Linked DNA regions of Sus scrofa: region 1 is linked to region 2. Evidence: chromatin contacts called from public HiChIP or PLAC-seq data. All regions are on one chromosome and are shown on one strand. The core of a region is the stretch at or near the end of the contact, and the rest is flanking DNA. Distances in the headings are between cores, read along the strand shown.

The links. HiChIP or PLAC-seq counts read pairs in DNA pulled down with a chosen protein or histone mark.
Region 1: a contact with region 2 is called in an H3K27ac HiChIP or PLAC-seq map of skeletal muscle. The contact joins the promoter of LOC100518330 here to the promoter of PRCD in region 2. A contact is called at or near these places in 11 of 47 Hi-C or Micro-C datasets (brain, embryonic fibroblasts, epiblast stem cells and 8 more) and 2 of 2 datasets of contacts at active chromatin or transcription factors (alveolar macrophages and skeletal muscle).

What each region holds. Positions count from the first base shown.
Region 1 is chr12:5,045,997-5,050,522 of Sscrofa11.1, forward strand. It overlaps LOC100518330 (serotonin N-acetyltransferase), which reads right to left and starts at 1,630. Exons shown (of 3, transcript XM_005656910.3): 1 at 1-1,630.
Region 2 is chr12:4,974,689-4,978,863 of Sscrofa11.1, forward strand. PRCD (progressive rod-cone degeneration protein) reads right to left here and starts at 2,006. Exons shown (of 5, transcript XM_013989871.2): 1 at 875-2,006; 2 at 504-572. The coding sequence starts at 948. CYGB (cytoglobin) reads left to right here and starts at 2,557. Exons shown (of 4, transcript XM_021066574.1): 1 at 2,557-4,124. The coding sequence starts at 3,982.

The DNA.
Region 1 (4,526 bases), core at 380-2,879, 71 kb after region 2:
TAATCTGTCACTAGCAGGTTCCCTGGGGACAGAGACTCAGCTGGAGAATTAAGTGCGGGAGTCTCACCCCCCCACACCTCCCCACCCCCGCCTCCATGGCGGGGAGCAGGGGAAGCAGGGCTCGGCAGAGGGAGAAGTTGGGCTGTGATGACGCCGTTGCTACAGAGGCCTCGGCTCACAGCAGAAGGAGCCAAAAGCCCCTCAGAGACGCCTGGATGGAGGCAGGGGGCAGGGGGCAGGCCTCGTGGCCCTGCATCCGTCCTGCTGAGGCAGCTTCCTCCAGCGGAGCGCAATTCCCGCGTGAGAACCTAGGGGGTCTCAACAGATGCACCGGATGGGACATCGGGATCCCTTCCTCCAAGCTGTCTGGAGCCACCCTATCAGGAGGGGCGCAGTCACAGCAGCCAGATACCCGCACCTGTCTCGGATCCCTCTTCTTCCCAACCAGGAAGCCCCTCGGCTTGCCTGACTCCCTAAGGTTGCGAATTCCCCTCCCCTGGGGCTCTGTTACTTTGGTTCCGTCCCAAGCCTGGCCCGCTCCTTCTCTCACCGCCCCCAACTTCAGGATGTGAGCTTCTTTACCTGCTGCCAAGGAAACACTCTGGATTTTACCCCAAGCCCAGGCTTTTGCTGTCTGTGCCCAGGGTGCCTGTCCCCAGGAGTGGCCAGGTGCACCTACAGTTCTTATACTGACATGCTCCTGAAACACCTGAGATTTTTCTCACACTGCTGCCTTTCCTTTCGCTGCTATCCCATCCCAGTTCCCTGTCCGTGAACGTTGTAATGATTGTACCCCTGCAGCATGCCAGGGGCCAGAATATTCTACCCACCACTGGCGAGGGAGGTCCTCCTTAGCAGGCCAGGATCAGGGACAGACTCCATTATAGTCTGTTCCCTGGGACCACGGCCTGAGGCCAGAGGGCCACACTTTGTTGCTCCGTAGGGACAGTCATTGGCTGGACGAGGCATCTTCTTTCAGCCAAGAACCATCTCTGGGGAGGAACTGCAGCTGTGAGCCTCAGCAGGTGGGACGTGTTCCCTGGACCTAAAGGTGGACTTGGCCTGGGCACCACAGTGTGTCCACTGCATGCCCATCTCCTTCAAAGGCCTAGAAATGCCTGGAAAACAGCGATTTCACTGAACACGTGGTAACGCACTCGGTACCTAGAGCAAGAATCTATCAACTAGGTGTTGATTCTTCTGTTGAGGAAGGTGGCACTTAGCTCCTTGACTTCCTGTGGGTTTCTTTTGACGCCTCCTTTGCGTGGATAGGCTGACATCACTGCAGGGCTGACTGTGGCCCTGTCCCGTTTAGGGTTCAATACCTGCTTTGTTACACAGGCCATTTCCCCAGGAACTTTCCAGACCTTTCTAGAATGGAGGTGTCAAAAATGGGGAGAGACCGCCACCTCCTGGAGAAAGAAGGCACCTATGGCTTCCTGAGCATCTGGAGCCCCATCGTCCAGCAGAAAGATCCTGGGACCACCCCCCATTTGTGATTTTCAGTTTTCTAGTAGCCACAAGAAAAAAAAAAGCCAAAGGAAACAGGTGAACTTGACTTTAAAATAATATTGTATTTAACCCAATATATAGAAAGTATTTTCATTTCAACAAGTCATCAATATAAAAATTATTGGAGATATTGTATTTATTTATTTATTTATTTTGCCTTTGTAGAGCTCCACCTGCAGCACATGGAGCTTCCCAGGCTAGGGGTCGAATCGGAGCTGTAGCTGCTGGCCTTCGCAGGATCCAAGCCACATCTGCAACCTGCACCACAGCTCACAACGCCAGATCCTTAACCCACTGAGCAAGGCCAGGGATTGAACCCGCAACTTCATGGTTCCTAGTCACATTGGTTTCTGCTGAACCACGACAGGAACTCCTGGAGATATTTTATATTCTGTAGAAGCAACACCGAGTAGTTATGTTGTGAGCCACATGGGAAGTCCAAGAGATATTTTATATTCTGGTTTTTTTCTCCCCTTCCACTGAGTCTCCCAAACCAGTGCTTTTTTTTTTTTTTTTTTTTTTTTAATTTTAGGACCGCACCTGTGGCATATGGAAGTTCCAGGATAGGAGTTGAAACAGAGCTGCAGCTGCTGGCCTATATCACAGCCACAGCAACATGGGATCTAAGCCACATCTGTGACCTATGTCGCTGCTTTCAGCAACACTGGATCCTTAACCCACTGATCGAGGCTAGAGATGGAATCTGAATCCCTATGGACACTGTGTCAGGTTCTTAACCCACTGAGCCGCAATGGGAACTCCTTTTTGTTGTCATTGTTGTTGTCTTTTTAGGACCACACTTGAGGCCTACAGAAGTTCCCAGGCTAGGGGTCAAATCGGAGCTGCAGCTGCCGGCTACACCACAGCCACATCGACTGTGATCTGAGCTGCATCTGTGACCGATGCCACAGGTTGTAGCGATGCTGGACCCTTAATACACCAAGCGAGGCCGGAGACTGAACCCACAACCTCACAGACACTGTGTTGGGTTCCTAACCTGCTGAGCCACGACGGGAACTCCCAGTGTGTTTTTACACTTATAGCCCATGGCAGTTCAGACAAGCCACATTTCAAGTGCTCAAAAGTCACATGTTTTTGGGGGGCACTGCAGTGGGCAGCCCAGATCTAGAAACCGAAGGCTCATAGTGGGGGAGGAGGAGAGCACATGTGCGTGAGTGTGCAAGCGCAGAGGAGCAGGGCGAGAGTGGGTGTGTGTGTGCTGGGAGTGTGCCTGTGGGGGTGGGGTGTGTCTAGGACAAATGGAGAGCTGGGACTTGAGGAGGGACAGAGGAGTCCCAGGGACTGTTGGCACATCTGGGACCTTTGAGAGAGGTTAGCTCTCATTCAGTCATTCCACAGACATCTTTTGTGCACCTACCGTGGGTCAGACCTGTGCTGGACGTTGGTACCAACGTGCAAAGAAGATTTGGTCCCATAGGAGAGAAAGGCATGCAAACAAATGGTTGGAATAGAGGGAAATAAATTAATCAGACGGGTCTGACCAGGGAAGTGGGGAATAAGTGGGAGAAACGGGGCTTCCTCATGGATAAGAAGCGCCCCCTTGGGTATTCTAAGATGAAAAGGGGTTCTTTAGGTAAAATCTTGGGTTGAAGCAGAGGGAAAAAAAAATTCCAAGCAGACAGGGAAGCAAAGGCACAAAGGCACCAAAAAGTCGGGATCCTGGAGTGAGCAGCTCCGGGCACTGGGTGCAGAAGTGGTAGGTAGGTTGGAGGTGGGTGGAAGGAATGGGTTTGTGAAGGCCTCTCCCTGCCTCCGTCTCGTGTCCCGTGGAAAGCCACGGGAAAAAGCTCAGCGGTCAGATGATCATGCTTACATTTTCACTCTCCTGGGAACGAGGTGGCGAGGAAACGACAGGAATGTTTAGGGAAGAGACGGAGGTGAAGGAATGGCAGCAGCTAATGTTGATCAGGCTTGTACCTGGCACGGGCAGGTGCAAAACACCTTCTATTCATCATGTCAGTCAAATTGGCCACAGCCCTCTCAGGTAAGCACTGTTTTTTGTTTTGTGTGTGTGTGTGTGTTTTAATGGCCCCGCCTGCAGCATATGGAGGGTCCCAGGCTAGGGGTCGAATCCGAGCCGCAGCTGCCGACTTACACCACAGCCGCAGCAACGCCAGATCCCAGCTTTGTCTTCAATCCACATCACAGCCCACAGCAACACCGGATCCTTTAACCGACTGAGTGGGGCCAGGGATTGAACCCGCGTCCTCATGGTTACTAGTCGGATTCATTACTTCGGATCCACAACAGAACTCCTAAGTAAGTGCTGTTATTAGTCCCTTTTTACAGAAAGCAAACCAAGGCTCAGAGAAGTAAAATAACTTGCCCAAGGTCACAGAGTGAGTCGGGGGCAGCACAGGCTTCAAACCCACATTCATTTAACTGCAGAACCTCACCCTTCGCCACTGCTCCAGCTCCACCCTCTGACACCCCCGTGGAGCTGCTCCTGGCTGTTCCAGGTCTGGGAGTGTGTGAAAAGGGGGTAGATGGACTGTGACCTGGGCTTTGATGACTTGTGGGGCTCAGTGTTGAGGGCTGACTCCCAGGTGGCCAATTTGGTACCCAGGTGGGTGATGCTGCCGACCAGCTGGATGAAGGCTCTGGGAGAGAAGGAACAGGTGGGGGAGAAGATGTCTCTTTGCACCTGGGGCTGGCTGGTGCTGGCAGTGGCTGGCGAAGAGTGTGGCCTGGTTAGGTCATAGCGGCCCTACTGTGCTGCAGGCTGGTCTGGCGGATTTGCTATCCTTGGCGCCCCTGTATCCTCAGGAAGGAGGAAAGAAGGATGAGCCTGCCAATCTTCGGCTCTCACTCATGGCTCAACGTCTCCACTGTCGCCCCAGCACAAAGTTTTCGCCCAGTGGAGGGCCGTCCATCCTTGGGGTCGGGAGTGAGAATGGCCAAAGGCCAGCTGCTCTGAGGCCTGATTCTGACTCTACTCCAGGGTGACCTTGGGCAAGGTCCATAGTTGCTTCTCCCAGGGCATCAGTGCAAGG
Region 2 (4,175 bases), core at 756-3,255:
AAGAGTTAACTTTCTGGCCACTGGAGACAGCGTCCTGCCCGCAGGGGCTGCCCAGCCAATGGCACGCAGTGCTGATGACGTCATGCTCCTCCTGGGCCTCCTATTGGGGCCTGGACAGCGAATCCTGCCGGAGGTTCAGGCCGCGGAGCTGCTGAGCGGGTGGGGGCAGCGGCAGCGGGAGGGGGAGGGGAAGGCAGCAAAGCCACGCAAAGCGGCTTCTCCCTCACCCCTCTCTCCACTCCCCCTGCGCCTTCCAAGAGAAGGGACCCCGGGGACCACCTGCACTCGGACGAGCGAGGCAGAGCAGTTTGGGTTCCGAAGAGAGGCTGGGGCCTCCCATCCCCAACTGAAGAAAGCCCTAGGCATGCAGGGAACCGGGTAGCTGGGGCCAGGGGCACGCACACACGCACGTCCCCACGTACACCCCCCAGGCCTGGACAGGGGACAGCGGCCGTGTCCTTAGCAACACCCTCCCTCCCCCGCCCCAGACTCTTGAGTCTTACCTGCCTGAGGGTTGGAGGTCTGTTTCCAAACCGCTGCCCGAGACTGCCCCATCTACTCCACTGGACTCTCTGCGGGAGGGAAAGAGGCAGGCAGGGCTGTGGGCAGCGCCCGGACCCCCGCCCCCTCTCCTGCTTCTCTGCGAGACCTAAGCCTAAGCCACGTTGGGCTGTGGGACCAGAGGTTGTGCCCCGTGTCTTTGAAGAGCTCCAAGCGCCCCCTCCTTGGAAGGGGAGACTCTCGGGGGTGCCCCTTGTACTCCCAGCCTCCCGGGAGTCCATGCAGCCCCTGACCCCTGCAGTCCGCAGCTCGGCTATAACCCAGCCCAGCGGTTTCTCCCCCGCCCCAGCCCACGGCCCAGCCAGGTTCTCACGGTTGGACCCGGTTGGCGAATCGGCGGCGCCAGAGCATGGCCAAGGTGCTGAGCAGGAAGAGGGTGGTGCACATGGCTCAGCTGCCCCATCCCCTCTGAGACCCAGGCGCAGAAGAAGGCCAAGATGGCCCCTGCCAGCTCTCACGAGCCACTGCCTTTGTCCCGAGGTTCCTGCTGGCGATGGATTAGGAGGCTCAAGCTGATTAGCAGGGTCAGCAGACCCGACCTTGTGAAGACCGATTAACCTCACTGGGCCCAGGTTTTCCCCCGGCAGTGGGCAGCGGCAGGGTATCTTGACCTCAGTCTGCTCTGGGTGGGGATATGACTAAGCCCTGGGCTTGGCCCTCAAGGGGCTTGCGGTCTAGACAAACGCCCTGGCAAGTTAAACCGATGAGCACAACTGGGAGATCTAGGCGGTTAAGGCGCCTACAGAGCACTCTGGGAGTCGTGAGCATCAGGGGAAGCTTCAGAGAGAAGCCGGGTTGTTCTGAGTTTGCAGGGGCTCAAGGAAGGATGGGCCCGCGGACAGAAGACTCTGCCGGGGCTGTAGGCATGAAAGCGCCTGGCATGTTGCAGCAACTGGAAGTTGAGTATTGGTGGGGCAATGACGTCATGGGGGGGGGAGGAGAATATAGATGATGAAGCCAGGAAGACAGGAGAGGCCAGGGAGTGAAGGGCTGGCTAAGTGGTTCACTCCTGACCCCAGGACAATCTTTTCCACACACTTCTGATTACACGTCCTCTTCAGCAAAGGGCAGAATGTAAGTGTAATAGATACACACATCCACTTATAAATTATATGCTCTGTTACCGTGCAGACACAGTCCTCTACCAGCGACACCCATAGAACTTGTAAAGGATGAGATAAAAGCAAGCAGAAATAAGATTTCTCCTACTTCCTGTCCACTTCTGGGTGGAACCTCTCAGGGAGCTGTTTGGAAGGCCATGGTGCTGGCTCTGAGCCCGTCAGAGGAGTTGAGTGGGGGGACCCAGCACAGTGTCCTGGTCCAGGTGACGTGCAGAGCACAGATCAAAAGCCAGGACGTGGCGGAGTTCCCATTGTGGTGCAATGGAAATGAATCCAACTAGGAACCACTAGATTGTGGGTTCCATCCCTGGCCTTGCTCGTGGGTTAAGGATCTGGCGTTGCCGTGAGCGGTGGTGTAGGTCACAGACACGGCTCAGATCCTGCATTGCTGTGGCTGTGCTGTAGGCCAGCAACTGTACCCTAGCCTGGGAACTTCCATGTGCCAAGAGTGTGGTCCAAAAAAGCAAAAAAAAAAAAAAAGCCAGGACATGGGTCTGAGACTAGTGAAAGAAGCTGAGCCCACCAACCCTCCTCAATCCCTCTCTAAGACCCCAGAAGGGGGCACTGGATTTTCCCTCTCTCAGCTGAGCTCTGAGCCACAAGAGGCCTCTTGCCCTGGGTTCCAGTAAAGGACCTGAACGCTGGGCTCCAGCGAGGCCCGAGCTGGGGCTGTGCCAGGGCTCTCTGTTCTGACATAGGGTATTTTTTCTCGTCACGCTTGTGGCATAGGGGAGTTCGAGGGCCAGGGATCAAACCTGTGCCACAGCAGCACCCCAAGCTGCTGCAATGACCACACCAGATCCTTAACCCACAGCGCCACAAGAAAACTCCTGAAATAGGTTTTTTAAAATAGGCACATAAAGCAGAGCCAAAGAGGAGCCACCACCTCTTGCACTACTGGAGCAGTGGACACAGAGCTGGAAAGGGCAGGATCACCAGGGAGCCTTGGGGAGAACTGGACACACCCCGCATGCGTGGTCACGTGTTTCAGCCGCTTGCAGCCGCCGCTGTGGGCCTCAGGCTTCAACTGGGACTCAGAGGTGGGACCCGGCCATACCGGGACTGAGCAGCTGCTTGCAGGGTGGGGACTGGGTGGCTCTCAGAGACGCAGTCCCCACCTCTAGTCTAATGGTGGTCCCACCTCCCGGAGAAGAGCAATTCTGTGGTGGACACGGGATTCCATCCACAGAACCCTTCCCTAATCGGGGCCTTGCTGGCTACGATGTCTCCAGCGGCCTGGGCCTCCCGAGACTTCTTCACACCGCTCCCCCCCAACCCAGGTTTGGGGTGCCTGGGACTTTGCTCCGCCTGGGCTGGTATTAGGGGCCACTCGCCCCCTGCTTTGGGCCTGCCTGTGTCATTTACAAGCCACCCGGGGCCTTCTTTCTGAGGCCACGTGCTGCTCCGAGGGGAAGGAGCGCTGGCGGGAAGGAAAGGGGGGGCGCAGGCCTCTGGTGATCAAGTTTGACAGCCGCCCCCTCCTCATCCCCGCGGCGGTGTTTTCCTCTAGGGTTCTTCCTCTAACCCCTCCGGAGTCTGGGGTCCGGAGCCCGGGCGAGAGCGCCGCGGACCCCAGCGGCTGGCCCGGGAGAGGCCGGGAGCGAGGGGGAGCTCAGCTCGGGTCGCGGGCGGGCGGGCGGGCGGCCACGCCGCAAATGCCTGGCAGTGTTTGACTTCGAGTCAGTTCCCCGCCGCGGGAAGGGTGCTCACACGCACACGCCCCGACACCGCCCGTCTGGGGAGCGGGGACCGGGGCCCCCAGACCCGCACCCGCCGCGGCGCACTCCTGCGTGGCCAGCGCGGCCCTGCGCCGCGTGACCGCCCCCTCCTGCCGAGACCCCCGGCCCCCTCGCCACGCCCACGCCCCAGCCCCACCCGGCGGTCCAACTCCGCGGTGGCGAGGAGGGCGGGCGGGTGCCCGCCGCGTCGCCCCCACCCCGCCCAGCCTTCACCTTGCCGGAACTGGCTCGCGGACGCGGGCTGGAGGGGTTGGAGCGGATTTATTTTTTTTCGCATTTTTCCAGCAGACCACATCCCCGCCCCCCGCTCGCGGTCCCCCGCCCCCTGCACATATACCCTGCACAGACACACACACACAGACACACACACACACACACACACACACACACACACACACACAGAGCCGGCGCGCACAGACACGCTCCCTCCCTCCGGCGCGCTCTGCCACTCGCCCGCCCGCCCGCCGCGCACGCAGCCGGCCCCGGCTCCCCGCGCTCCGCGCTCCGCGCCCCGCGCCCCGCCGCCGCCGAGCGAAGCCGGGCTGGGCTTGGAGCTGCTCATGGAGAAAGTGCCGGGCGAGATGGAGATTGAGCGCAGGGAGCGGAGCGAGGAGCTGTCCGAGGCGGAGAGGAAGGCGGTGCAGGCGACGTGGGCCCGGCTCTATGCCAACTGCGAGGACGTGGGGGTGGCCATCCTGGTGAGGTAGGTGTCACCCCGGCTCGGCCGGGCCCGAGGACGGACGGCGGCAGCGGC